Regions from separate parts of the Hordeum vulgare genome. Here region 1 is linked to region 2. A link is a contact called in public Hi-C data. All regions are on one chromosome and are shown on one strand. The core of a region is the stretch at or near the end of the contact, and the rest is flanking DNA. Distances in the headings are between cores, read along the strand shown.

Region 1 (2,700 bases), core at 41-2,540, 500 kb before region 2:
TCTCCCTGTTGCGGTTCAGGTTCGGAGCACAGCCAGGGAGTGACCCCTGTATCGAGGAAGTTGCCGTTGGATGTGGTCATGAACCATCACTGCAGCCACCACAATATCTTCATCATCGGACGACGAATCATCCGATGAATAAATGAAGTGGTGAAAGAAAAACTCATCACCACTGTCCATACCTTTGCGGGCATAGTGTCGAACATCTTGCACTCGTGGTGGCAAAGAGGCCAGGATGGTCACCTCGATGAACGGGTGGTTGGTGGCCGGCTACTGGCCGCTCTGGGTACTCGTCAGAAGCTGCCGTGGCCGCCGTGGTACGTCGTCTGCGGCCGTATCCACTCTGCCGCCGGCTACGGCGGCGCTAGCCAAACCTCCTCCGATCGACGCCCAAACTAGGGCGAAAGCGGGGGCGTGGTGGCGGCCATGGCGAGACGGAGTTTGCTATGAACGGCCGGGGGATGAGGTGGCCGGAGAATAGCGACGGCGCCGTCGGCGGGGCGGGAGAGGGGGTGGAGGCGTTGGAATTTCTGGGAGTACTTGTGTCCCTGACACGCGGGTCACGGACGGACAAGGGCGTGCGGCGAGCGCGTCCGCGCGATGTCTGTTTCTTCCAAACTGGGCGCAAGTTTGGACCGGGGATGGATCGAAAACATACGAAATCCGGACATTTATCCGTTTGGGTCCGCGCGTTGAGCCGCGGTATTCATCTGTTCTACCCCAAACGGACGCGCGGATAAGATGATGTCGCACGGTGGAGTTGACCTTAACAGCGAGGTTTGAGTGTTTGAAACCAAAATGCATTTAAATTCTTGGTGGTTGGATCCTCATCGCATGGCTTCTAGGTCGTCTTCTACCTTCAGCCGCCCTCCTCCTGAACAACTCACGATCGCCCTTCTAAGCCACCCCGTTGATTAGATTTTTTTTCTTCCAGCGAGCCATCTGTCAACCTGCTTCCTCGCCTCTGCAGCAACGTCGGTCAGGGCCTCCTCCCTTCCCACCCATGCGAAATTAGCTTGTGGGTTCGTGTATTTGTTGGATCCGGCACATTCGAGCTCAAAGTTTGGAACGCAAAAAAGAGCAAGTCCGATGCAGCCTACGTACGTACGCGTGGAGGGATCCGTAAGAAGTGACAAGCGATCAAAGGCCAAGAGGAAGGGCACAAGAATCCGAGTCAGCCATCACGTTCGTGCATGCGCCTCAATGAAACTGCTCCATTGGCGGGAACCGCATGAGAAGTGGGAAAACCATGGGCCGGTCCGATCCAAGAAACCTCCTCACGTTGCGTCGCAGCCTTTCTCCGCCTCAGATTCTCCTTTTAAGTTCCCCTGGTCGGTCGGCGCATGCGTGTACCGGCTGACTGAGGGTGGTCGCTTTTCCTAACTCTCTGTTTGTGGACGGGATTGCACCTCCGGCTCAGCATGACGGCACCAACTTTTCTGCAGCCAAACCGATCCAGCAACGGCACCGGCTTTTCTTGTCTAATTGTCTTTGTTAAATTGATCCGAGTGTTGCTAGCTCGTGTTCGGCCACAGGACGAGACGAATTAAAATGACGCTGCTGGCGGGCCAGGGAGCAAGATGGATTCTTTCGAGTTTGGATCAAAGTCGGTGTTGGACGGCCCTCCGAACCAATCAATCAGTACACGGAAATCATTCACATAAACCTCTTTGATGTGCCCTCCCATAATTCATTGAGCTTTGGTCCACCATCCGCGACTTCCCACTTGAGATGCAACCGAGATTAGCGACACCTTACTGACCAACTATAGTAACGAGGAGGGAGGATCTCTATGCTACATACCATATATTTTAGCAACTAGAATTTACTACATGAAATGAATATAAAAATAAAAAAAAGATAAGAACATCTCTTTGTTGCATAATTTAATATATCTATTTTATTTTTTACCAGTACAGATATGTGACCATATTCTCACTTTTTATATGCACCTATATTAACTTTACACAACACCATGAGTTTCTTTACTATTTTAGGAGATGTCCAAAGCCGGTAAGGGGAACATGAACATGAATGTTCAGTGGTCCGCTCCCCCCCCCCCCCCCCTGTGTCATATGTTTATAAGACAAGAAGCATTTTAAATTTACGAGCACATTGGAATGAGGACATCAATAATAGCCCCTGCAGCTATACATACTAAATCAATTACTAGAGCTTGCGCACGTCATTTGAATTACCAGATTCTTCCGTTTTTTAAAAATCCTTTTAATGTTTCATGAATATATGATGGTGCCTGAATTAGATACTTTTATTTTACTTATGAATGAAGGACCTAGCATGGACAAGAAGGATGATCATTGGAGTGGAATCAAACATGGAGAAGAAGGTGTGCGTAGGGGAAAGAACAATGGAGTTTGCAGTGATAATTTTCGCACTTTGAAACCACCGTTAGAAGAGCATGAAGGCTTGGACGAAATATACAAGATGCCACTTCATAAATTTTATCCATAGGCTATTATAGGTGACGCGTCACCTTATTTTTGGGCCAGGCCCATGTAATTTCGAAATACGACATTATATAGGCTGTTTTTAGAGTCTCTATGTGTTGGAAAACTGAGTTAGGGTTGGTTTCGGACCCCTCCTCCAAGGGGTCATGAAATTCCCGTCTATTCCCCGCATATATACAACCCTTAGGGCGCCGTTTAGACTCGGGTTTTGTTTATATTATAAATTCGTCAT
Region 2 (2,716 bases), core at 194-2,693:
GACCCAGAGGCGTCGGTGCCGTCGCCGTTGTTGATGTTGCCGTCGGCGCCGCTGCCGTTGTCGCCGTTGCCACGCTCACGGTTCTTCCGGCGCACGTCCTACTCCACCTCCGTCATCAGGAGGGTGCCGGAGCTTGAGCCGTCGGAGTCGTCGAGGCCGTAGCGCTCCTCCATAGAGCGGAGCCGCCCCGTCAACTCCTCGATCGTGAGAGTGCTCACGTCGAGCAGCGTCTCGATGGCAATCGCCACCTGTGAATAGCACCATGGAACAACTCGAAGGAACTTGGTGACTACCTTTGCATCTTCAATGTTGTCTCCGACAGTGCGCATGTTGTTGACGAGGGACGTGATCCGCATCCCGAACGCATCGACGGATTCCCCATCCTTGAAGGAGATGGACTCGAATTCGCTGCAGAGGCGTTGCGCCGTCGCTTGGCGCGCCCGCTCGACGCCCATCCTCAGCACCTTCACCGCCTCCCACGCCTCCTTCGCGGACGGCTTGACAGCAAGGATGCCGTGCATGTCCGCGGGCACGGCGCGCAAGATCGCCGCCATGGCCGCACTGTCCTCGCGCTCGACGTCGCACCCCAGCTCAATTGCATCCCAAAGGTCCTGGGCCTTCAGGTTGACCTTCATGACGAGTGCACACTCGGTGTAGTTGGTCGAGGTGAGCTCGGGGTAGACGAACGAGCCGCCGCCGTGCTCCCACACGACGCGCTCCTGGACCACCATGGCGCGGCTACTGCGCCTGGTCCTACTCCTTCCCCGTCGCAGCGACGGAGGAGTCAGGGACCTCACCGGCGAGCGAGCGCCGCCACGCCCATCGGCGGACATGGTCGCGGGATCGAGAAAAACGGCTCTGATGCCACTTGTTGCGATCAAAACGAGCGAGAGAGAGAGAGAGTTTTGTGCTGCGCAATTCTGCAACTTTTCTGCTTCGGCCTCCTGCCGTTTTATTCAGTGCGAAAGAAAACACATTACACGCGATCAGCCCACAATCGATCCAGACATGCCATCCCACGTTCACGATGCATGAGAGTCGGTCGTGCTGCTCGTAGCTACTCGCCATGGTGCGCACGTATTGTGGCCCTGACCTAATCTTTAGGGAAAGAAAAATTGAATCCTAACAGACTAGCTAACTCAAGGAAACAACGAAAGCTGGAAAAACTGACGACGCAAGACGGGTTCAACCCCAACAGTTATGTACTTTGTTTGGATAATTATTGCTTTTATATGTAGAAAGTGAGGTGAAATCCTATTGCGAAAGACAAGAGGGAGTAGAAGGAGGGTGTAGCGTTCTGCATGCGGGAGATGTCAGATGCTGATCTGACGGCTGCGAGAGGACAGATCGAACGGCTCAAGAGAGCACCGTTCTGGATCCTGGCCGGACGGCCGGCGCCACCGCCCTCCGGACCCTGCAAAGAAAACAAAATGAAACAGAGGCACACAGATCTCTCCACCGCGAAGAACAGTGCCTCCTGCGTTCTTCACCATCTGCAAAATATCTCGCCCCCTTGCGCTCGCCCGGAAAGACTAGGGTTTCAGGGTTCTCCTCATTCGGAATCAGTCTGGGACTTGCCCTTCAAATTTGACTGGAGACAGAGCCGTCCTCCCCCGGCCCATCCACGGCGGCCACCATTTCTGTCCCGTTCTTCTCAATCGGCATATCTCCGCTGGTTGGTTCGTGGTACGCACGGATTCGATTTCGTTTTTGCCCTTCCTTTCCGCTTCGGTTACTTGATTGATACAGGCGACAAGGAAACCAGTATTATCAGTAGCTAGGTTAGCTCGACCCTCTAGTTACATTGTTGTTCCGTTAATGTCGTATAATCGAATGTGCAAGCTGCGAAGTAAGCAAGTAAAGCACTGTACTGAATTTAGCTTATTGTTGATGTCTTGATGATGCGTTTAGTAGCTTCTTTCTTTGCCCAGCAATCTGATGAACACAACAATTATCAATTTTGATTGTAAATTATCTTCAGATGCTTCATTTTGATCTCATTATAGTTTATCTTTTAGTCCAGCACTCTGGATACTCAGTCCCAACTAGCACTCGATGGAGGATCTCCCGGAGGCACTGCTGGCAGAGATCGTCAAGAGGGTTATCAAAAGAAGTGACTTGAATTCTCTTTCCCTTGTCTCCAAGCGTCTCTTCGCCATCCAGGCTGAACAAAAGGGATCCATCCGGGTTGGTTGTGGCCTTTGCCTTGCCACTGAAGCTTTGGTGTCACTCTTCTCCCGGTTCCCCAATTTGTGGAAAGTAGAGATCGATTACGCTGGCTGGACACCTTCCCACGGGGATCAGTTAGACAACCATGACCTCTTTGTGATTATATCTTGCTGTCCCTCTCTGACCGATCTCACACTAAGTTTCTGTTCACAAATCGATGACACCGGTCTTGGTTATCTATGCTACAGCGAGAAATTGACTTCCCTCAGGCTGAACTCTGTACCTGAAATAACTTCTAGTGGACTTCTCTCGGTCGCAGTTGCTTGCAAGAGTCTGTCTTCCCTCCACCTTAGCAACTGTGAGAAAGTAGGCAGTACCGAGTGGCTGGAGTATCTAGGCTTGAATGGATCATTGGAAGAACTTGTACTCAAGAATTGCAGTGGAATCAGCCTGTATGACCTCATAATGCTCGGTCCAGGAAGGATGAAGCTACGCAAGTTTGAATTTCGAATGGGTGGATTATGGGATGTTCATGAGGGATATGGTC

The links. A called contact is a pair of places that touch in the nucleus more often than the background predicts.
Region 1: a contact with region 2 is called in a Hi-C map of leaf, with 4 times the contacts expected there. The contact joins the enhancer-like site here to the promoter of LOC123397756 in region 2. A contact is called at or near these places in 3 of 6 Hi-C or Micro-C datasets (leaf and seedling).

What each region holds. Positions count from the first base shown.
Region 1 is chr5H:138,843,296-138,845,995 of MorexV3_pseudomolecules_assembly, reverse strand. No RefSeq gene overlaps it. Among protein-coding and RNA genes, the nearest start is that of LOC123398627, 24 kb to the left of the region's middle. Within about 2 kb of position 1,290, at least 2 of the 3 cell types and tissues checked have open chromatin away from gene starts, as enhancers often do. A contact at or near this core is called in leaf, where this site is marked.
Region 2 is chr5H:138,343,981-138,346,696 of MorexV3_pseudomolecules_assembly, reverse strand. It overlaps LOC123397756 (F-box/LRR-repeat protein 14-like), which reads left to right and starts at 1,443. Exons shown (of 3, transcript XR_006610021.1): 1 at 1,443-1,686; 2 at 2,019-2,716.